2 separate regions of the Sus scrofa genome follow, and region 2 is linked to region 1. The links are chromatin contacts, called in public HiChIP or PLAC-seq maps. All regions are on one chromosome and are shown on one strand. Each heading gives the region's core, a stretch centred on a gene start, on an enhancer-like site or on the middle of the called end of the contact. The rest is flanking DNA. Distances are from core to core; before and after follow the strand shown.

Region 1 (5,651 bases), core at 913-3,412:
AGCAGACATCACCAGGATGGATTTTAGTGCTTTTCTAGAATCAGGAGATGCAAGAATTGGGCTCATAAAATCTCCTGAACAGTCTAACCTGTTCTGCCAGTTTTCCCAGAGCACCGAGTGCCTTGTTCCTGATCTCCACCCTGAACTCCTTTCAGCAGGTCTTGAGGGACAGCTGCTGTAGTGGTTCATGATTCAATCTGCATAAAGGCAGATGCCAAGTGCCAGTCTCCAGTTCACAAAGGTATTCTTTCAAGGAATTTAAAATTTATACCTCCTCTTAATTCCCCTATACGAGAATCCTATAAAGAACCTCATGCTATTTTTGCCCTAATCCAAAACACACACACAACACATATAGGTATCTCGCTCTCACAATATTGTTAATAAATTAACCTTTCTCGTGTTACATGATTTTGAATTTTAAAATATCAGTGCCATCTAGTGGTTATTCTCGACATGTTTCATTTATTTTGGATATCTTCCAATGAGTGGAACTTCTCTTTTTTTAGGTAGATATCCAGTGGACGGTAACCAGGTTTAACTTTTGGGGCACCTGCGAAACTGTTTTCCAAAGTGGCCATGCCATTTTACATTCCCACTAGCAATGAATGAGTGCCCCAATTTCACTACATGTTGGTCAATACTTAGTATTTTCCATCTTTTCTAGCTATCCTAGTGGGTGTAAAATTTCACCATGGTTTGGATTTGTATTTCCCTAGTAACTAATGCTGTTGGGCATCTTTTCATGTGACTTCTGGCTTTTGGTATATCTTCTTTGTTGAAATGTCTATTGAGGTCCTCTGCTCATGTTTAACTTGGGGGTTGTTCCTCTTTTTGTTGCTGCGTTGTAAGCATTCTTCATACATTTTGGATACTAGACCTTATAAGACATATATGGCTTGCAAGTATATATATATATTTTCCATTCTGTAGGTGGTCTTCATTTTCTTTAAGGAGTGGAAGGTTTTTTCATCTAACAGTCCCTACCAATGCACTTTCTAAAACACCTAATATTTACAGGTCTAAAAAACATTGGTTACTCATTCCTCCTACATAGGCCGAGGCCTTACCTTTTTTGCCCTGCTGTATCTCCAGTGACCAGCACACAGTAGGTGCTAATATTTGAGTAAGTAAATTCCTCCGGAGTTTCTAAGGACCTTATCATACATGACAAATTCAAATGCCTATGAGACTGGCAAGATACATAAATGAGCAAATAGAGATATTTAGGGCTTGTAATAAAAGGGATAGTACATATCCTAGCTTCAGACTAGTTTCTTTAACCAGTCTTCATAAAACAACCTCGTCATCCTGCTCTACCTCTTCAAAAACAGAATTTCTTCACATCTCCCTAAAAATATTATGCCAGTCTTTAGTTCATTAGGGTTGCTGAGCTATGTCCAAGGATACCAAAAGCAATACTGGCTCCCAGAATTCACTTTATCCCACCGAATTTGGGAATTTCCTCACCGAGATACTGGCTAAGAGTCGCAAAATCCAGGTTAACTCTGAGTTCTTCGGCACGATTAGTGTGTATAGAGGTCTGATCCAGAAGCTGCCCTTCTCCAAGGGCTTTCTTTATCTATCTATCGGCCTACCGGCGTTAGTCCAAATTCGGTGGCAGAGTTGAACTGCGACGCTGGCCGGCTTCTGGGAGAAGGTGCTTATCTGCCGAGGAAAAGCAATTCCTAAGAAGTGCCTCTGAAGGCGCGCGTGCAGCCGGGCAGGCGCCCAGGTGCCATTGTGGAGAGAGAGCCAAAAATCCGCTGAGAAGCTGCACCTCAGCCCTCCAGGTCCCTGCTGCACGACTCAAAGGGTCATCCCGCCGGCAAAGGCACTCAGCACAGGGGCGAGAAACCGTTCACAGCCCTGGGGAGGGCGTACTGAGCGGCTGACGCACCACTACTCCAGACGCGGGGTAGGCACCGATTGTCCCCGTAGAGCCCCGCACGCGGGGTGGGGCAGAGTTGTCTCTCAGAGCGCTTGCGCACAGAGCCGGTTTCCAGGGGCCAGGCGGGGGGAGCTGGAAATTAGCGCCAAAGAGGACAACTGCGTGCGCAGGCGCACTCAGCCCCCTTCCGCTCTTTGGAGCACTCAATTCTCCCGCAGGCCTTGGGGCGGGGCCCTAGGGGGCGGGGATGGAGCGGGGCTAAATGCGGAGCAGAAAGTCAGCTTCTATTTGCAGTATTCCTTCCTGTGGCGGTTGTTGCCACCGACTCTGGTCCGCGGAAGTTATGTTGCCCAACACCGGGTAAGAGGATGCGAGCGCCACGGGGAAGGGACCAGGCCGGGCGGAGTGCGGGGCTAGGTGGAGCCGGAGTAGATGGCTTGGGTGGCCCGACCCCCGCGGTGGGAGGATTAAAGCAGCTGCCCGGCGCGGTCTGGAACGCTGCCCCACGCTGGCCGCGGGATTCTTCGACTCTGCGGTAACTCATGAAAAGTAACGCAAAGTTGACTACTTCGGGATGACAGCCATGTTAAAACCTCTTCCACAGGTAAAGAATTCTGAGCGAGGTACCCCGCCGCCCCAAGAGCGCGTCCCACCTTCGGCTTAGCAATAGCTGTCTTGCAATAGCGGCCTTGCTGCAGGCCTTTGAGTTCTAGGTGAAAGGTCACAGGGACACCTAATGATTCTCCTCTTGTTCCGAACGCTCAGTTCTGGAAGAATAAAAGGATGAGGTGTTTACACAGAGACTTTACTAACAAATTAAACTAATCTTAAAGTATGGGTATCTTTCGAGAGAACTTTTTCTTTTGGCCAGGCCCAAGGCATGTGGAAGTTCCCAGGCCAGGGATGGGACCCAGGCCATGGCAGTGACAACCTGGATCTTAAACCCACTGCACCACCAGGAATCAATCTGTTCTTTTAAGGCTTTTGTGTTTTTGTGACAAAGCTGTAAGCTGTTGTCATCTTAAATTGTTTTGTTTTTTAACTTGTAAATATTCTAGTATTTTTGTATGATTTTTTTTTCCATTCAGATTTTTATTTTCCTGAAATGATGTACTGTTTTGCATAATATTTTGGCATAGGAAGTGAGTTAGAAAACTCACTGTTTATTCATTTTTTTATTCTGTTACTTTGGACTGTATTCATGTTACCAGTACCAAACTACATTAACTGCTCTAGTTTTATAAAATATTTTAGATCTTGGAAAATCCTGCCACATTTGGATTTTTTTTTTCAGAATATTCCTGGTTATTCTTTGATGTTTATTTTTTTAAATGAACTTTTAAATGAACTTTTTGTGATTGCTTTTCTGTCTTAAAAATAAAAGTTTCATCACATTTACCAGAATTTTGAGGTACCAGAGAATTTTGGAGAATTGTAGTGTAGGTTAAGTTTTAGTCATCCTCCAGTGGTACTGATGAATTTGGAAACTTTTTTTCTTGAGATGGAGGGGTTTTAGTAGTTGAGATCCAGTCTTCAGGTTAAGAGGAAAGCTGCCTTTGCCTTTCTTTCTGCCAATGCCTGAGACTTTGAGCATGAACATGTTCTTTATCCTACTGGGAATCAGTCCAACTAGACCAAAGGCAAAGAGGCCTTTTTTTTTTTTTTTTTTCCTTAAAAATATATTTTTTTGAAGTATAGTTGATTTAAAATGTTGTGGCTCAGTGGGTAATGAACCCAAGTAGTATCCATGAGGACATGGGTTCAGTCCCTGGTTAAGGATCTGGTGTTGCTGTGAGATGTGGTGTAGGTGATGTGGTGATGTGGTGTAGGTCGCAGATCTGCTTGGATCCTGTTGTTGCTGTGGCTGTGGTGTAGGCCAGCAGCTATAGCTCTGATTATGGGAACCTCCATATGACACAGGTGCAGCCCTAAAAAGCGGGGGTGGGGGGGTTAATTTCTGCTGTACAGCAGAGATTCAGTTATACATATATATACACATTCAGTTATATACATATATACATTCTTTTTCATATTCCTTTCTGTTATGGTTTATCACAGGATATTAAATGTAATTCCCTGTGCTATACAGTAGGACCTTATTGTTTAGCCTTCCTGTATGTAATGGTTTGCATCTGCTAGGGATAGGGCTTTTTAAAGCAGATAATTGGGACATTTTGATCTAAATATTTACATTTAAAAGATCATTTTAAGGGAGTTAGTTCCCTGGTGTTCTAGTGGTTAGGATTCAGCGCTTTCACCACTGTGGCCTGGGTTTAATACCTGGTCTGGGCACTAAGATGCCACATCAAGCCACTGCCCGCCCTGGCCAACATAAATAAATCAATCAATCACTTTAGCACTGTGTGTGCTACCTTTCATGTTGAAGGGAATGTTATACATACACAAGATGTGGTGGGTTTTTTTTTGTTTTTTTGTTTTTTTTTCTTTCTTTTTCAGGGCTGTACTTGTGGCATATGGAATTTCCCAGGCTAGCTATAGCTGCTGGCCTTTGTCACAGCAACAATGGATCCAAGCCGAGTCTGCAACCTACACCATAGCTCAGAGCAATGTCAGATCCCCGACCCACTGAGCAAGGCCAGGGATCAAACCTGAATCCTCATGGATACTAGTCAGATTCTTTCCACTGTGCCACAGTGGGAATTCCCAAGGTTTTTACTTTTAAACCAAGTACTTGTTTTACAGCATGCCTCATCAGAGATGAGAGGAGAGAGATAAATTGGAATGCCAGCATAAACAAAGGAACTTAAACTACATGTCAAGTTTTTCACACAAACATACAGAGAAAAATAATTCAAATGACTTTTTTTGGCTTTGCCTGAGGCATGTGGAAGTTCCTGGGCCAGAAATTGAACTTGTGCCACAGCAGCGACCTGAGCTGTTGCAGTGACAACACCAGATCCGTAACTTACTGCACCGCAAGGGAACTCTGAGATTGGCTTCGTGATAATCACTTTCAAAATTTTGGTAATTGTTGAATTGTTAAATAAACATGGGAACATTATAGTCTTTCCTCTATTTTTGAATATACTTAAAAATTCCATAATAAAAGATTTAAAATGGTCTTTAAGTATCTTCTCACTGCTGTTAGTTGCAAGGGAAAGTATAGTAATTTCATGGTGGAAAAATCTGATCACATCGTGATTTAATGGTCAGAATTAATATAACCTTTGATTACAGAGGGACATTGTGTGGTTCAAGGTATGAAATCAATAGAAAGATACCATGTTCATGGATTGGAGCTCTCAGTGTCATGAAGATGTCAGCTCTTCCCACATTGAATTCTAGATTCAGTACAATTTCTATCAAAATCCCAATTGATTTTTCTTGTGCAATTAAATAAGCTGATTCTAAAGTATATGTGGAAAAGCACAGGCCCAAGTATAGCCAAGAAAGTTCTTATAATTAAGATAGTGCAATCCATTTAACTGAATGGAACAGAATAAAGAGCCTAGAAATACATCTGTATACTTAGGGAGACTCAGTCTATGATAAAGCTGGCATTCAAGATCTATAGGAGAAGTAGGCTTTTCAGACTAGAAAGTTGGTTATCCATATGGGTAGAAATGTAGTTGGATCCTGGAGTTCCTATCGTGGTGCAGTGAAAGCAAATCTGACTAGGAACCATGAGGTTTTGGGTTTGATCCCTGGCCTCGCTCAGTGGGTTAAGGATCTGGCGTTGCCGTGAGCTGTGGTGGAGGTCACAGACGCGGCTTGAATCTGGTGTTGCTGTGGCTGTGGT
Region 2 (5,651 bases), core at 2,210-4,709, 270 kb after region 1:
TGAATAAACATTTCTCAAAGGAAGATTTACAATGGCTAATAAACACACTCAAAAAAGTGCTCCACATTTGTCATCCAGGAAAGGCAAGTTAATACTACAATAAGATGTCACTTTACAGCTTCTAAAATGGCTAAAATTGAAAAGACCAACAATGCTATATATGGAGCAACCAAAATCCTCACACATGCTAGAAGGATTTGCAACCACTTTGGGGAAAGATTTGGCAGTTTTTCACAAAGTTAACTATAAACTCAGCTGCTCCATTCCTAGATATTTATGCAAATATCTGCAAAAAGACTTACAAATGAATATTCATTTATTCACAATGGCCAAAACTGATATAACCCCAAACCTTCCAAAAAGGAGGATATAAATAAGTAAATTGTGGTAAATTCATAAAATGGAATACTAGTCTCCAATAAAAAGCTATGTTTGTGGGGTTTTTTGGCTTCACTTGCAGCATATAGAAGTTCCCAGGCCAGGGATGGAACCCATGCCACAACAGTGACAATTCCAGATCCTTAACCCACTGGGCCACCAGGTAACTCCAAGAATGACCTACTGATACACAGTACAACATGGATTCTTCTCACAGACAGTACAGTGAGTATGAGAAGCTGGATACAAATACACACTATGATTCCATTTATATGAAGCTTAAGATAAAACAAAACTAAGATTAATTTAAAAACACGATGGGTCAAATAGTTTTTTTGTTTGTTTTTGGCTGTGCCTATAGAATACAAAAGCTTCTGGGTCAGGGATTGAACCCGTGCCATAGCAGTGACTCAAGCGCTGCAGTGACAATGCTCAATCCTTAACCCAATGCACCACAAAAAACTCCAATTTACCTTTCCCTTGATAACGTTCTCTGAATCCTGGGCCAAAAGGGAATTCCCAAATAAGAGTTTAGACTTGATACAAAAAGGAAAGACAAGTTTGCTTCAAGTTTCTAAGCAGCAAACAACTTACAAAGTGGAATTTAATACTTTCTAGAGATGTAATTTTACTTTTTAAAACTGTTTTTAAATAAAAACGTCTTATTTAGAATATTTCTAATCTTATTTTATTTATTTATTTATTTTTTTGCTTTTTAGGGCTGCACCCGTGGCATATGGAGGTTCCCAGGCTAGGGGTCTAATGGGAGCTACAGCTGCCAGCCTACACCACTGCCACACCAGATCCAAGCCACGTCTGCAACCTACACCACAGCTCACAGCAACTCTGGATCCTTAACCCACTGAGCGAGGCCAGGGATCGAACCCAAAACCTCATGGTTCCCAGTCAGATTTGTTTCCGCTGTACCAGATGGGAACTCCTAATTTGATTTACTTTGGAGAGCTCTTAACATAGATGAAATGTGTATGAAAGTTTTTAGAGCAAATGAAGATGAAGGCATGGATATTGCCTAGTGGTAACTTCTTGAAAAAGGGTTCTGGAGTTCCCATCGTGGCGCAGTGGTTAACGAATCCGACTAGGAACCATGAGGTTGCGGGTTCGGTCCCTGCCCTTGCTCAGTGGGTTACCGATCCGGCGTTACCGTGAGCTGTGGTGTAGGTTGCAGACTCGGCTCGGATCCCTTGTTGCTGTGGCTCTGGCGTAGGCCGGTGGCTACAGCTCCGATTCGACCCCTAGCCTGGGAAACCTCCACATGCCGCAGAGGCGGCCCAAAAAATAGCAAAAAAAAAAAAAAGAAAAGAAAAAGGGTTCTGAGAGTTCCCGTTGTAGCTCAGCAATAATGAACCCAACTAATATCTATGAGACTGCATGTTCCATCCCTGGGCTCGTTCTGTGGGTTAAGGATCCAGCATTGCTGTGGCTGTGGCGTAGGTCGGCAGCTATAGCTCTGATTCAGCCCCCAGCCTGGGAACTTCCAAAGGCCTTGGGTGCAGCCCTAAAAAGACAGGGGGAAAAAAATGGAGGGGGGGGGGGTTCTGATCTCAAGTAAAAGAGCAAGAAAACACAGATGTCAGAGGAGGACCTAGGTTTACAAAATGTGAATGATCTTAACCAGATTAAAAGGTAAGATTTATAGCTATTAAGGATGTTATATATTGGACTTGCTTGGTTGGACTTGCTTCAAATATGGGGGTTTTACTTTGCTATTCATTTTTTATTCTGGCTTCAGCATGCTAAGTTTTCTATCAAAATACTTTACTACACGGGGAAAAAAGTTCCTAGGAATAAATTCCAGGACGCATTTACCTTGACCTGAAGAGTTTGCTGCCATCTTCCTATTCTGTTTCAACTATGTTCAGTGGCAATGGGTCAGCACTTTACAATCACCTATAAGAAATGTGTACACACATATCTTCATCTCTTCGGAAGCATACATCTGAAAGGCACACAGACTTAAATCAAGCCCCTCAAGTTATTAGAGCATGAAGGTTAAATGTTTATTCTTGCAGATGTTGACACCAACATTTAGCATTAGTCTTTAATTACATAATTAGGCTGTGCTTGTCAAATACTACCAAATGTATTAACTAATTGAGAGCATCAATATGATCACAGAGATGGGAAGAAAAATCACGCATCTAGGATGCCTCTCCAGCCACTTAAAAAACCGTACCTAGCAACTACTGACAGCTAAAAATAAAACGAGTCGAATATTTATCGAGTACATATTCTGCACCATACACTGTGTAAGATGAGTGAAATCAGTTATTTCATTTATCACCACTTTATAGATGGGGAAATCGTGCCTAAGGTCACAAAGCTAGTGAGAATACTTTGGGCTGTTGAGTTTCCAAACTTTGTGTTTTTGTATCGGGCCTTGGAGAGAACTCAAAAGAGCAAGACCCTAATTCCTGCCCTCAAGAAACATATAATTCGGTGGGAAAACAACCATACTAACGAAGTTTAACAAACGCGCTCTTGTAAACAGCGCTCTGCAAGCGCAGAGGCACTGATTCTCCCGGCTTGGCGAAGGATGCCCTCAGGGGTCTTTGGGAAAATCCAAGCGCTAGCAAACATTTTTTTCGTTTTGAACGAAATAATACTAAGTGTCTCCTGCGGCGAAGGAACACAGGGCGAGCGAAGCCTGATTTGAACGGGAAGGACAAGAGGGCCATCTTCGTCAAGCAGAGATGGGACCGGGCTGGACCTGCGTCTCAAAAGGGTGCCCTGGGGCGTGGTGGAGGGCAGGCCGGGCAGGAGCTGCGGCAGAGACCAAAGAGCGGAGAAGGAGTGAGAAACGCTGGGAGTGAGAAATGCTGGGAGCAGGGTTGGCGGAGGCCACTGCCCGGTGGCAAGGGACGGCTGCAGCGGGTCAGCGCCGGGGCCACGTGCTCTGCTCCCCCGGCGCCGCCAGATGGTCCTACTTACCGGGAGGCGAGAGAGCCCCGGGCTGCCTCAGTCGGGGTGCGTTCTCCAAGGGGACGCGACTTGAAGAACCGCAAACAGAGCTCAACGTGCCGTTCTACAACCTTCCCGCCCCCGCTGCGCTTCCGCCTCTCGATGACTTACCGGGGAGGGAGCGGAAGTTCCGCCTCCCGGCTGAACCCGGGGGCCGCTGCTCACTGCGATTCGTACTCTAACTGCCGCCTCCTGCAGACGCCACTTCCCTTCCAAGAGTGGCAGGTGGAGAGGCTCTTGGAACACGCAGGCCGCACCAGCGGGGGCGGGGCCGGCCGGGGCGGGGCCCGAGCGGGGCGGGGCGCAGGGACGCCTCCTACGGGCTCCGCTGGGCAGGGGCGGGGCAGAGACCGCCGGGTCCCTAGCACCGCGAGCGGCCCATTCATCTGGGAGCGGCGGGGGCGAAAAGCCACCCAGCACTAAAGGCCTAGCTCCCCTTGGGATTCGGAGAGCAAGTCTTCATAGGCTAGACTCGCTTCCCAGCTTTAACAACCTTCTCAGGTTGAGCGTCTATATACGCAAATCCCAGGCATATTTTTCTTTTGTAGTTTACATAATTATACATGAGAAAAGCAATAAACTTGTGGAAACTTTTACTACTGTGCAATAGTCTGTATTTAAGAAATGGGTATGCCACATCTCAGAACACGAAGTCGTTCCTAGTGGGATCACCTGTCGGCCTGATTCCAGCACAATAGATATACTTCTCTGCATTGAATAGTAACCTCGTGTGGATGTGTGTCACCTGTTCTGGGTCGTTAACCATCTTAACATCGCCATCTTTTCTAGAATTTGAGCATATGTTCTTAATAACTGATGTTTGCTTAATAATATGTTTATGGTGCCCAATTTTGTTGTGCATGGATCCATGACTGAAATTTGAACTACCAAGCATTTATTAAGTGCCTGTGCATGCTAGGTGCTTCCTGGGCATCAGCTCTGGTCCTGTCACTCCCTGATTTATGTATGACTTACATTCACTCCTATATTTATATGTGATTTATTTATATATTTCTTTCTTTATTACTTATACATCAGACTCAGAAATGTTCAGTTACTTTATGTCAAGTAGCTAGCTGAATTTCAATGACTAAAGGTCTGTCATATGGGAAAGCCCCGGTTCTTAAATCTCACACATTGTCTCTGCTCTGCAGGAAGGAACTCCTCTGAGACCAGATCCGAGAGCTCAGTAGTCTGCTGACTTCTTTAATCTAGATGTAAAATGAGCATTTTGGTAGTTGGCCGGGACCCCTTTTCAGCTAAGAGAACTTTTTGAGATCTGGACTGGCTAAAATGATGACTGGAACATATGTTGCTGACAGAACGTTAAGAGAATTTTTTGTTTTTATGTTGTCAATACAGAAATTAGGGCATAAGAAAACTCCAGTCTAAGTCCCAAGAATTGAACAGTTCAGAACAGACATTCTGAACAAATTTCTTTAAGGTGAAAAAAAGAGTTCTACCCCCCAGAACACCATTTTGTAATTTCATAATAGATTCAGCCTCACAGGATTCGGAAAACATTATCAAGAGAAAGGTAAATTGGAGTTCCTTGGTGGGGCAGTGGGTTAAGGATCTAGCACTGTCACTGCTCTAGTTTGAGTTGCTGCTGTGGTGCATGGGTTTGACCCCTGGCCCAGGAACTTCTGCATGTTGCTGGCAAGGCCAAAGAGAGAGAGAGAGGGAGAGAAAGGTAAGCTTACCTTGCTGCTGATTATTTTTTTCCTTTATTTGGTAACTATCAGTCCTTGAACCCTTTCATCTTCTTGAGTGTTTTTTGCATTTCAGTCTCACAAGTATCTTAATATATTGGTTAATAGTGAGTCAATTGCTGGAGTTCCCATTGTGGCTCTGCAAAAATGAACCTGACTAGTATCCATGAAGACACTGGCTTGATCCCTGGCCTTGTTCAGTGGGTTAAGGATCTGAGATTACTGTGAGCTGTGGGGTATGTAGGTCGAAGATGTGGCTCGGATCCTGTGTTGCTGTGGCTGTGGTGTAGGTCGGCAGCTGCAGCTCTGATTCAACCCCTAGCCTGGGAACCTTCATATGCCTCAAGTGCAACCCTGAAAAAAAAAAAAAAAAGTGGGTCAATTCGCTTGAGTTCAAATCCCAGGTCTGATATGTAATGATTGTGAGCCCTTCAGTTCTATCATCTATAAAAAGGAAATAAAAATAAACGACTGACCACTTCACATCCATTAGATGGCTACTATTAACCCCCCTGCCAAAAAAAAAAAAAAAAAACCCGGAAAATAAAATAACAAGTGTTGGCAGAGAAATTGGAACCCTTG

Evidence for each region. HiChIP or PLAC-seq counts read pairs in DNA pulled down with a chosen protein or histone mark.
Region 2: an H3K27ac HiChIP or PLAC-seq map of skeletal muscle shows a contact between it and region 1, with 2.8 times the contacts expected there. The contact joins the promoter of INIP here to the promoter of HSDL2 in region 1. A contact is called at or near these places in 2 of 5 promoter capture datasets (fetal skeletal muscle and liver) and 1 of 2 datasets of contacts at active chromatin or transcription factors (skeletal muscle).

Annotation. Positions count from the first base shown.
Region 1 is chr1:253,122,310-253,127,960 of Sscrofa11.1, forward strand. HSDL2 (hydroxysteroid dehydrogenase like 2) reads left to right here and starts at 2,163. Exons shown (of 11, transcript NM_001197021.2): 1 at 2,163-2,251. The coding sequence starts at 2,235.
Region 2 is chr1:253,390,392-253,396,042 of Sscrofa11.1, forward strand. INIP (INTS3 and NABP interacting protein) reads right to left here and starts at 3,460. Exons shown (of 5, transcript NM_001244886.1): 1 at 3,328-3,460; 2 at 2,206-2,286. The coding sequence starts at 2,230.